2 separate regions of the Podarcis muralis genome follow, and region 1 is linked to region 2. Evidence: chromatin contacts called from public Hi-C data. All regions are on one chromosome and are shown on one strand. Each heading gives the region's core, a stretch centred on a gene start, on an enhancer-like site or on the middle of the called end of the contact. The rest is flanking DNA. Distances are from core to core; before and after follow the strand shown. Region 1 holds the start of DENND2A (DENN domain containing 2A). Region 2 holds the start of SLC37A3 (solute carrier family 37 member 3).

Region 1 (6,231 bases), core at 3,184-5,683, 140 kb after region 2:
ACAAAGATTTGTTAACCTGTCATTGGCCAGTACTAAAGTGTAGCACTTTTTTGTGGTTTATCACCCTGGCACAGAAACTTTCAAGGTATATCTATAGCGCACTAGAGACTTAAACTGGTTCAAAGAGTCAATTTGCCTCCCAAGGGAACCCTGGGAACTGGAATTCTGTTGATCTCTAACAGAAAGTTTCAGCATGCTCACCAAATAAGAACCAGGATTCTTGGGGAGGGAAAAGGAGACAGTACAACAGTATCCACCACCATTCCATCCTGTAAATCAGGGGTGAGGCATCTCAGTCCCAGGGGCCAAATGCAGCTTCCAGGCCTCTATCTGGCCCTTGGGAATCTCTACAGGCCGTCTGAAGGCCAGACCACCCGCTGGCCCTGCTCTGCACCTGCAAATGCTTTGGGGATTGGCTGGAGCGCATCCTGAAAGTATGATGATGCCTTTTGCTTTAAAGTTAATTTTCTCTTACTTACAGAGATTGCACATTGAACCAAAACTAAAACTTGTTAGGTATTTTGCACTAATACTGACTGGAAAAAATCACTGCCCTCTCCATTTTTTTCTTAGCAAAGTGGTCTAGATGTCACACTGGAAAAAGCCAAAACGCCATCCACAAATTGGCAGAGAGGAATTGCTACATCGCCGCAAGCAGCTGGGTCTTGCCCAGGGCAGTGTGCTCCTTCAACGGACCTTGCCAAACAAGGGAACAGGCAACCATGAATAAAAGCTTTGGTCTCTGAAAAATACAGTGCCAGATCTTAGGCCACGAAGGAAGCATCACAGAAGGTTTGTTCAATCAATCGCTTCCACGGGGCACTTTCTGCAACAGATTGCAAGGGAGGCAAGGTGCAGTGAGGGTTTGGCTACCATAATCAGTTCACTCCTTTTGTTGTAGATGCCTCCACAGTTTATATGTGAATGGGAAAGACATATTAATAAAAGGAGCATGGCTCTGCCCAGTCATATCTTCTTTAACTCTTAACACCCAGATGAATGCCACAAAAAAAGTACAGGGAATGGTTTAAGCGTCTGTGATGCAATTAAAGAAAAACAGATTTTATCCAGGTAAGTGCCTAGACAGGAGACAGTCCTTCCTCACCATGGAGTTTCTAACACAAGCAATGCCAATGTGATGTCTTCCAGATGCTGTTAGACTTCAACTACCAACATCCCCAACCAGCATGGCCAAAGGTAGAAATATATAGAGGACAAGATTCATGGGAGCTGCAGCCCCACAACATCTGGAGAATGTAATAGCGGCCCCCCTCCTGCTGCAAAAGCATTGCAGCAAACTAGTGATGCTACCTAAAAGAATGTTTCTGACTATCCATTGCACCACATAAAATAAAGGCTCAACGATGGCTGGAAGCACACCCAACTTTATCCTGGCACCTGTCTTCCCTAGGCCTACTAATATGTGGGCAGTTTCACCAGGGTTACAAGCAAGGAGTTGATGCTGGACCAACACATCAGCGTCAAAAGCATGACGACAGCAACTCTCCTGGGTTCTTAATCCACCCAAGCCAATGCAAGGACAAGGCAGCTAGTTAATGGCCATCATTTAAAGGGCACAATTAGCTGGGAAGCTAATGGGCTTACCAACCACAACCAAATCCCAAGTGCCACGGAAAATATTTCATAGTATATGCCCCATGTTGAAACAACTATTGAAGATTATTCAGAACGCACACACAGAGGAGTTTCTTCTTTTTCCTTCAATTTGTACAGCACATGGATATTTAAAAAAGTAATAGTAACTAAGTTCAGTCACACCCATCAATTATCTAGTGCCACCAATGAGAAGCAATGTTCATTTCCAGCTTGCCAAAAAGCACCAAGCATGTATGTTAAGATTAAGGGAATATGATATTGTGTTGACTTTGGATTGAAGTTTATACTATGAGAAGGATGAAAATCAGCCACTACTACAGCCCTCAGCTCCAAGAGACCCCCTGCCCCACCCCAAAACAAAATTATTACTACTTTCCCTCTCTATAATTTGGGCAGAAAAAAATGTGTCTGTCTCAGTTGTTCCACTTTGGAATCTGGTGCTGGAAATTTAAAGCTTCTCAAAAAAATATGGAACATTTCATAGCTACATCCAAGACGAAGCTCTGTTGTGATGCAAGCACCACCGTCGCAATTTTCTAGACAATGGAAATGTGCCATTTGCTACTATATACATGCGTAATTTTTTTTTTTAATTTTTTTTTGAGTGGGTAAAATACTTTACAGCCATACAATCCCACTCCCCTCTATGGTAGTCAATTGATCCCATACTGTGGTTGGATCTAAAGGCCACAGATTACTCTACTCTAAACACCGAGTCACTTGGGGGCAGAAGATCCAAGGTATGCCTCCATGGTAAAAAATAAATTGTATAATTTATTTTAAAAATGAACAAAATGATATTTTGCTGCCCTTTAAAACAATACTGTACAAAACCTGCTTGAGGCAGGTCACCTCACATTGTCCAATGGTAGGAATGGCCATGGATTAACTTGGAGACTAAACAATCCATTTGTGTAAAATTAGAGCATTGTCCACTGAACTACAGCAAGTTCTGGTGTCGTCCTTAGAAGAAATGTGTATTTTTTGGGGGGGGGGGGGGATGGAGGGGAAGAGATTGGATGGATGGGCCCTACGCCAGGAAGTTAAAATGGCATTGTACAAACTGTTCATCAATCCCAGGGTGTAACTTTGCTTTCCAAGTGAATTGAGAAATTTGGGGGTTATTACACAACCATTCCGTTTTTTAAAACCTAGTGAATTACACTTGAGGTTTTTTCCTGCAGTCCCCCCATTATTTTTTTACAATCTTTTTTTAAAAAAACAAGTTATCCCTATTTTTTATAGCAGGCTTGTGAAGACCTTCGCCAAGCCTCTCTCTTTTTAACAAGATGAACGGAGAGAAGATGGATTATTTCCATGCAAGGATTTACTCATCACTTCAGTTTACCTTCCATCGAAAGAGAAAAAAACCTTACAGAACAGTGTGATATGAAACATCTAATTGGACTCAATTCTCTAAATAGGGTTTAAAAGTTAATAAAACTAAAGCACACTGCAGTAAGATTGAACAGACCTGGAATCAGCTAGGATGAACCTTTTATCTGCTGCTCCTGAAAACGGAAAGGCAAACTCAGCAGCTTTTATGCCAGAAAGTTTTATCTGCATTCCTAAGAGCACCGAAAATGTAGCCGAAAAGGGAGGAGGGTTTCCCCACGCCCAACTGGTGTGACCCACACAATTCCTCTTAGCCAAGCCTGTGGATTTGGTAAGGAGACTTTCCCTTCTTTGATGGGGGCGGGGGGGGGGTAATCCAACAAGATTCTGTGGCATTTTGAAACCCGTGCTTTTGAGGTAGCCATTTCCATGACGATTCACAGCTTTTCGCAATAAGTCACCCTTTCTCCACTGTGGAAACGTCTCCCGCCTTCAAGCGAGTCAGAATACCGCCAGGTCTCCATAAATCCCAATGGATAACCCTGCAGATCACTTCCAAACGATCCCGCCACTAGGAATTCACGCGCAGATTTCCAGAGGGCAACCCGACCCGCTCTCCTCCTTTTCGATCCTCCTCTTCTAAGCCAAAAGCTTAGAGACCATTAGTCAACTACGGGCAGCAGCGGTGCAGTTAGGCACTACTTTTTTTAAAAAAAACCCTCTGGATTTAAGGATCTTCGCAAAAAGGGGTGTTCTTCGGATGCTCACATGCATTTCTTCACGTACTGTACTGTAGTTCCCCATGCGGTCCGCCAGCCCAGCTGCGGAGAGTGGGGAGCAGTGCCTTCCTGCTGAAGGGGGCTCCTGCCCCACACCACCGTCCTGCCCGCCCACCACCACACCAACTAACCACGGGGTGTCACCTCCCCCCCCCCCGCAAGCCAAAAGCGACCCGGTCATTTTGCACAAGCAGATCCCCTCCCCCCACCGCGCAAACCTTGAAGGGATCCCAAGACAGAGCCTTCCCCTACCCCCCTCCCACCACAAGCTGCAGGATTTGGCACATGAAGCCAGACCCCCCCCCCTAAAAAAAGAAACCCCCCCCCCCGCCTACCTACCTTGCTCAATGGCAGTAGCCGGCCTGTCCCCCCATCTGCCTTCTGTTCTCATCTTGGGAAACTCCAGCCTGGCGACTCCAGCAGCAGCAGCAACAGCAGCAGCGACCGAAGCAGCCTCTGCTTGCATAGTTCCCTTTGCTCTGCTCTGCTCGCCCCCGCCGTAGTTCCTCCCTTTTGTTAACAGAGCCCCCTCACGGATTTTTAAAGGATTTCCCTCTCTCTTTGCAACCCCGTCTGCTCCATTAGAAAGGATCAGCTTCTTCCACGGCGAAATCTTCCCAAGTTTCCCTTTCCCTCCTCTTGCTGTCGCTGCTGCAATTCTCTCCCCCCCCCTCAAAAAAAACCCATCAGCTGCTTTTCTCCCCGCCCCCCATCCCGACCGCTTCTTTTCCTGACTTTATGGCGGTCTCTCTCTTCCTTCCCCCTCCAAATCCTAATACCACCTCCTTTCTTTTTCCCCTCCCCCTCTTTTCTTTTCTCCTCCTCCTGTGTCTTTCTTCCCACCCTTCCCTAGCCTGACCCATCCTGACTCTTTCCCAGTGAGCTAATCTGCAGCTGGCTGAAGAGCAGGCCGCATTGCCATGGCAACCCAAAATACTCGAGGATTTACGGGGTGGGGAGGGCCGCAAACAGGACCTGCTGGGGGACAACATTTGGGGGTCAGGGTGTGGTGGGGAACTACGGAAGGGGGCTATCCGTTTCAGTTCCTCCACTTCTGCCATAAAAAAAATCATAAAAAACCAATTTATTACTATTATTATCACGTTTCAAGTGCATCCCAAGCCAAAGCTGCTTTGCAAAGTTGCTCAGAGGACTTTTATCAAAATTAATGTTTCCCCTGCTGCTAAAGATCCATGCTGGAGAACACTTATTCTCAGATTATTTACCTTGAAAATGATGTAGCCACATATATAGCCGTAAACACACACACACACACACACACACACACACACACACACAGCCATAAGAGGAGTGAAATAATTCATTTCTTCAGGAACTGTTTATGTATGGCATAAGGACTGTGGCTCCACAGAAATGGAAGCATGCCCAGATTTCTTGGGGTGGGGGTGGGGAGATGAGGGGCAACGCGCCCTGGAGATATTGGGGAATTGCGCTGGTGGTTTACTGGGAAGAGATCTTAAAAGTGGTGCACTCTTGATATATTCCAGGTCCCTTCCTGGATAAACATATCAGATTGCCATTTGCCAAGCTGTAATTCATCACAAGGTACATATAACCATTTGGAAAGCTGGTGGTGATATCCTGCCAAGCAGCGAGACGGCATCCCCATATTTTTGATTAGGTGAATACAGGCAGTTAGAAAACACTACAATTAATGTGGTTCCGTTACAAAATGCGTTAAGTGGTTTTCTCACTGTCTCTGGCGGCACAGACACCATGCATTTAAAACACATTTGCCACCCATCCCGCAAAGAATCCTGGGAACTATAGCTAGTAAAAGCGGTTTGGGATTGTAGCTCTGTGCAGGATAAACTTCAGTTCTAAGGATTGGGGGGGGGGGGCTTTAAATACACAGCACCTCATCTCTCTCGCATACTCCATCTCTCTGGTTATAATTTCCACTAGGGTATTCATCTATAAAATCATTTACATGCCACCTTTGGGGTCATAGCCTACCGTACAATGTCATAAAAACTAACATTGCAATGGGCAGCCATGTTGGCCTAACCTGGGGATAGAGCAGATGCAAAAGGTCCCAGGTGTCTGCAGGTAGGGCTGAGAGAAACTCCTGCTTGAAACAACCACTGCCAGCCCGTGTCAACAATACTAAGTTCAATGGGCCAATGACAGCTTCCTAGGTTCCTATTGCAGTCAAGAAGGTTTGGGGGTGGGGAAGTGTCTTGTTGTACCTTGAAGTCTTAAATTTATTATGCCACAACCTTTCAGAAAATGAAATTATTCAAGAACCAGTAGGGTAACTTTTCACCTCCAAGTGCCCTTTGTTGCCAACCTGAACAACTGAACTTCAGAAGGGATTGGCACTGACCTAAAACCCCCACATATATACCAAGCTGACAAAATGGCAAGATAATGTGTAAGTTGACCACCCACCCTTTGTCCTCTGCCCTCTTCCCCTACCTTTGGATATCATATTGTTTTACATTTTTCATTGAACGCAACCAAAAGACTTTATAATCTG
Region 2 (6,151 bases), core at 2,033-4,532:
TTTATATTTGGAGAACCTTTCTGCTGTGCTTTATTGGAAGGAGAAAAATAATCATTTCCTTAATAACAATTTATTTAACTAAAGCAGTAACATTATAGCACATGTATCCATGTTTGTTAACTGATATGGTTAAACTTAAAAAAAAAAACTTAGACTGAGTTTTAGCACACATGAAAAACTTAAAACAAATCCTTATTTCCTGATGAATAGCCTTTGGACTATAATATAACTTAAACAGAAAACTATCTTTAGAAATATTTTTCCTCCAAAAGCATTTTATTTTAAAAATCTGATTTAAATAAAAAAAATCTGATTTAAATAAAAAAAATCCATTTAATATTTTTTTAAAAAAACCTTGATTTTTATCCACCTTCGTCCCCACTCTCTTTTGCATGTATGTTGTACTGTACACAGAAAGAGAACTCCCAAATAGGGCTACATCTGTGTCCCTGGCTACAGATTACATTCACTGCTTGAGACACAGCAGCTTCAAAACCACCCCCTGCCCTATGGCTGGAGTCTCCTAGAGAGAGACAGACAGGGAGAAAGCTGGAGGAGGCAACTGTTATTTGTCTAGGCTTATCTTATCTGTCCTTTAGTTGGCTGTTTTTTCCTAGAAGTTGGGAGGGGGAGAAGGAAAATGAGCTGCTAGGAAGAGATCTTCGAGGAGATAAGCCACAGACTGCCCCTGGATCTGTGGCCCTCCAGATGTTGGATTACATCACCCCCCCAGTGGTCAGAGATGATGGGGGTTGTAGTCCAGCAACATCTGGAAGGCCAAAGGTCAGCCACCTCTGCCTTAGGCAAACTACTATTCTCCCAACCTCAGTGTGCCCCCTCAAATCACTAATCCGGAAATAACACAATCATCCTACCTTACAGAGCTCTTGTTAAAGATTCACCATCTTGCCCAATATTCTTAAGGATTACTGAGGTGACATGTGCTATTCAGGTCTGAGTTGCTCTTTAGGGCTATCATGGGACAAATCCAGAGCTTCTAAGCTTCCCTTCTTCTGAGCCAAGGGCCATAAAGGAGAGAGAAAGAGCCTCAACAGATTGGGGTGGAGAAAGAAGGCTAAGCTTCTGAAGCATGGGCTAGATAGTCACCACTAATTATAATGTGAAGGTTGGCTTCACTCTGAAAGATGGGGTGGTCCTTAGAAGATCTATGGCTCAGTGGTAAAGCATATTCCTTACATACAGAAGGTCTCAGGTTCAGTTCTTGGCATCTCCAGGTAGGGCTGGGAGAGACCCCTGCCTGAGAGCTGCTGCCAGTTTGCGTAGACAATACTGAGCTAGATGGGCCAATGGTCTGATTGAGTTGGATAGCTTCCTGTGTTCCTTCTCTTGCTAGTCAACAGAGGAACCTTGCTGAAATCAGTTCTACTCCAGTAACATTGACAGAAAAACTATAAAAGCAAAGAATATCAAGGAGTTAGGTAGGACTGATTAAAGGAGTTCCATTTTGCTTCCTACTCACTTTGGCAGTAGGACGTTGTGGGAATTAACTAGATTTGACACAGGAGCATTTGGAAACAACCAGCTAAGAGCAGTCAAGACGCAGAAGGCGTCAGCAGCTCTGGCGATCACAAAGCACTTACTGGGTTAGGCCTGGATTTTCTCAAGCACAAAAAGCTTGCAGGAGGCAAAAATTCTGCCAGGAACGAACAGCTGAAGAATATCCCCTTCAATACTTATATGGAAAGCTACTGTATACTTTTCTGAGAATTGTACAGCACCCAACATTATCAAACACAGATTCACATTTGCACGACTCCACTACAGCATGTTGCTCCACAGCCCATGAAAATTGGGAAGGGTTCATAAGAGCTTGAAGGTATTGCCTTCCATCTCATCACACACTGCCTTATTAACTTGATTAAGACATGAAATATTTATCCAGTAGATGCTCCCCTGCAACTCATTTTCCCTCCTCCCTTCCAGAGCTTGCTGTAACCATATTTCCATGTTATGGCCGCATCAAGGTTAACTGAGGTTAAAGCTAACAGGATTGCTTCCAATCCATTAAGTAAAATAATGGTTTGGTACCAGCTTGCAAACCAATGTCTCGGGTTGTCTTCACTGCAGTTAGCCCCCAATGCAGAACTTAACTATTAAATCCACAGAGTGGCATTACCTTTATTGGAAACTACCAAAAAGTTTTTTGTTTTTTTAGGGTGGCAAGTTCTTCATCAGACAAAATACTACACAAGACAAGGGGTGACTGCATGGAAAAATAACAAAAGAACCAAACTATGGTTACAGCAAGCCGAAGAAGGGAGGCAGGAATTCATACAAAAGAGGGAAGTTGGCAGCAGAAAGGAACCACAAAGGCCTGCGGTGCACCTCCAATCTCCGTACTATTACTTGAACCAGATTGGTGCCAGCAAGTAGCTAATATCCCCCAAAATGATCCTGGTCCCATCTGGGAACAAAGATCTGATTGATAAGACTGACTGGACATGTCTTAAAGCACCCCAAGAATTAGCTGCCCCTTTTTGCCAGGAAATACTTGAGGTACTCTTGCTTCCTCGCCACTCAAGAGCAGCAGCATTCCAAATAACAGAAAACATTCCCTTGAAATAAATGCCCAACACCAACCGAAACACTTGTAAATTGCTGGCGGGATTACAACTTGACCAGGCTTAGGCTAAAAACCCTCTTTTGTCTGTTTAATTCGAGAATAAATACAGAAATCCCAGACTTGTTTGCTTTCCTCCGGCTTTTAACTCACATGCCTCCAGAGCAGCATTCCCTCCTTAACCTTAGCATGCCTTGCAAACCTAGTCCCGACAAGGAAATAGGACTCCACCTGCTCAAACGGCTACGTGGCAGGAGGTTAAAAGGCACCCAGGGCCAGCACAACAAGCAACAGCAGCTTCGGGCCATTTCCCGCTGAAGCCACGGCAAGGCGGACCCGCGTGTCCCAGGGCACGTCTGAATCCGGCCTGACCCGAAAGCAGGAGTCTTTCCTCCTTGCTTTCGAATAATAATAATAATTTTTAAAAATCACATTCAAGGACAATGACTCAAGAAACCTCGCAAACCCGGCCGTGAGCGTGGGCTTGAGCCGCCCCTGCCTCCCTCGCCTTCCCCAGCCCTCGTCCCCCGACCACGCCGGGGCTCCTTCCCTTCCCTCCTCGCAGCCCCCGGGAGCCTCCACGTAAACACCGCTCACCTGCCCGCATTTCCAAGGCAACTTCCAGGAAGTCACGTGAGAGCCTCCTCTTCCGAGCCGGCGCCGCTCGCGCGCCACCTCTCCCGCTCCCTCGCCAGCTCGGGCCGCGGCCCCGCCCACCTCGCCGTCGCGGTGCACTCTGGGAGTCGTAGTCCTCCTTCTCCTCCCTGCTGCCTCGTGCTTCTTAAGCTCGCGAGGGCGGCGGTGAAGCTGCTGCCGCCGGAGCCGGCAGCTCACTAAGTTGCTTTCGATGGGCTGCGTTGTGGCGTCGTGGGATCGGGCCGCGCAGTGCCCCTGCGAGGCTGGAAAAGCCTTTGCCTGTTTCCTTCGGGGAGCAAAGCAGCGATTAACTACAAAACAACCACCACCATCTCAAACCCCGTTGAACTGAAGACGACTGACTTCAGAGTAAACATGCATAGGATCGGGCCGTCGTTTTGCCACTGTCCAGAAGCTGGGAGGGCGAGGGCGCCTCGCCAAATCTTGCTCATTTACCCGGGAGTAAGAATAGGCATTTAATAAGAGATATATTTCCAACAAACTTTTAAAAACTGCTGTGCGTTTCAGTAGCTGCCTATCACTTAGAAATCCACCAAGTTGTTGTTGTTATTGTTATTATTATTATTATTGATTGAATTTATTTACTGCCGTATACCCGGAGGTCTCAGGGCGGTTCACAGAATACGATAAAAATATAAAACCGCAAAATACATAATCAAAATAAAAACAACAACCCAATAACACACACACACCCTCCATTTAAGAGCATAGGATCCTCACAACATTTAAAGTAGTCTCCATCTCTGCATCTCTACCTGTGGAATGCCTGCCTTCTGCTATGCATCTCTGAGAGGTGCAAACTTTCCAGTTGCACAGAAATCTTTACCAATAGGAGTGGAAATGGAGCCAGTGAATGGACTGTTAAAAACACACACACACAAACCTCTTACCGGTTTCTGCAGTTATTGCGCTAGAAGGGATTTTACCTTTTGAGATTAAACAGCTCATCCTAGGGGGATACCACAGTCCCATTCCCCCACCCCTGCAAGGCTTCTGTGCTCCTAACAGTGATATGAAAGGCAGAATTTCAACTGGCACAGCTTTTTCCTGACATGGACATGCAGCAAAAGGAATGGCTCCAGCCTCCACCTGACAGAGCTTCAGTCCATTTTTAGATAGTGAGAACCTCAGTAGGCATAGCCCATAGGTGTATGAGGAAAAACCCACAGAATTTGCAGAGCAGGAAGAAAAGGTGGATATCATAGTTTCTTTCTGCTGCTAGATTTGAACAATGGTTCTCTTCTGCATAACTTATTAATTATTTGACAGCTTGCTTCTCTCTTGGAGTCTAGAGACCTGTATCGGTTACTTGACTGCTGTGGGAGAAAAATTCTCAGTGCAGTTTGCAGGGGGAATATTGTTATTCTTAAATGTATAGCCAAACCAGATGCATATTTGATGTTAGTAGTAAATTAGGCTTAATAATGCAAGAAGCATCGTTACCAAAGCAAGGCTCTATGGACCTGAAAGCACATGCTACTGACTACAATAGCAATTCTGACTCAACATGTATAGGATTGGACTGGATAATTAACGAGGAAGTTGAGTTTTTTCTTTTAAGATATCAGGCCTGTGCTTTACTTCTCTGTACTCTCAACACGTTGTTCGGTCCCAGCACCTGCCAACCTAGCAGTTCGAAAGCACTCCCGGGTGCAAGTAGATAAATAGGGACCGCTTTCTAGCGGGAAGGTAAACGGCGTTTCCGTGTGCGGCTCTGGCTCGCCAGAGCAGCGATGTCACGCTGGCCACGTGACCCGGAAGTGTCTCCGGACAGCGCTGGCCCCCGGCCTCTAGAGTGAGATGGGCGCACAGTCCTAGAGTCTGTCAAGACTGGCCCGTATGGGCAGGGGTACCTTTACCTTTACCTTTTTACTTTCAACACAAGTGGCTTCTCACTTTTGATCCTGTTTCAGAAAGTTGTGCAGACTTAAACTCTTTGTGTAGTGCAATCCTGCAAATGCCCAAGGCTGCAGTCCTATACAGTGGTACCTCGGATTACATACGCTTCAGGTTACATACGCTTCAGGTTACAGACTCCGCTAACCCAGAAATAGTACCTCGGGTTAAGAACTTTGCTTCAGGTTGAGAACAGAAATCGTGCTCTGGCAGCGCGGCAGCAGCAGTAGGCCCCATGAGCTAAAGTGGTGCTTCAGGTGAAGAACAGACCTCCAGAACGAATTAAGTACTTAACCCGAGGTACCACTGTATTGGATCCACTTACCTAGGGGTAAGCTTCCCCATCCCTTGAAAAACAGTGGCACTTACCTCTTAGTGGCCAAGTGCAGAATGTTGCTGTTGGTTTCTTTATGACTGCCTGACAATGATTCACTTTCCAGCATTCATGTCATTCAGAGAAATACAACACTTCCTTTGCACTGAGTTAGGAAGTGGCTTTCATATACAGCTGTATACGAGTGCTTCTCTGGGGGTTGGTGCTTCAACGAAGTAGTTAAAGAAAAGCTCAAGGACTGAGCTGGGTAAGATTCATTTTATAAACAGAATAGCCTGAAGACGTTGAACTTGTAGAACTACATTTCCCATCAGGCTGCAAGCAAGCCCAGGAAAGGTGGGAGGGGAATACAAAGAGAGCTATACCTGGCCGTGCAGGTAAGAGAAAAGGGTGAACAACAGGTGAACAAAAGTTGGTGTCGAGGTTTACTACTGCTTTAAGATATTGCAGAGGGTTTTAATGTTTTACTGCATTGAGCAATGACTGTCCCTTCTGTGGTCTGAGGAAGGGAATTTTTTGCTGGAGCAAGAGTTGAAAGGAGGAATTGTGGAAAGGGGAACTGATGGTGGCTTCGAAGTTACGCTCGCTGTGATAACGAGGAAGCAGTTCTGCAAGGGGGCAGGCGCTGGAAAGAAAGGTTTCTCTTTGTTACTGATAAACCGAGGAAGGGAAAATACAGGAGT

Evidence for each region. Hi-C and Micro-C count contacts between places; a contact is called where the count stands out from the background.
Region 1: a Hi-C map of tail shows a contact between it and region 2, with 3 times the contacts expected there. The contact joins the promoter of DENND2A here to the promoter of SLC37A3 in region 2. A contact is called at or near these places in 2 of 3 Hi-C or Micro-C datasets (blood and tail).

Annotation. Positions count from the first base shown.
Region 1 is chr10:54,737,322-54,743,552 of rPodMur119.hap1.1, forward strand. It overlaps DENND2A (DENN domain containing 2A), which reads right to left and starts at 4,434. Exons shown (of 20, transcript XM_077935056.1): 1 at 4,067-4,434.
Region 2 is chr10:54,595,050-54,601,200 of rPodMur119.hap1.1, forward strand. SLC37A3 (solute carrier family 37 member 3) reads right to left here and starts at 3,283. Exons shown (of 15, transcript XM_028747145.2): 1 at 3,179-3,283. RAB19 (RAB19, member RAS oncogene family) reads left to right here and starts at 3,386. Exons shown (of 4, transcript XM_028747150.2): 1 at 3,386-3,586.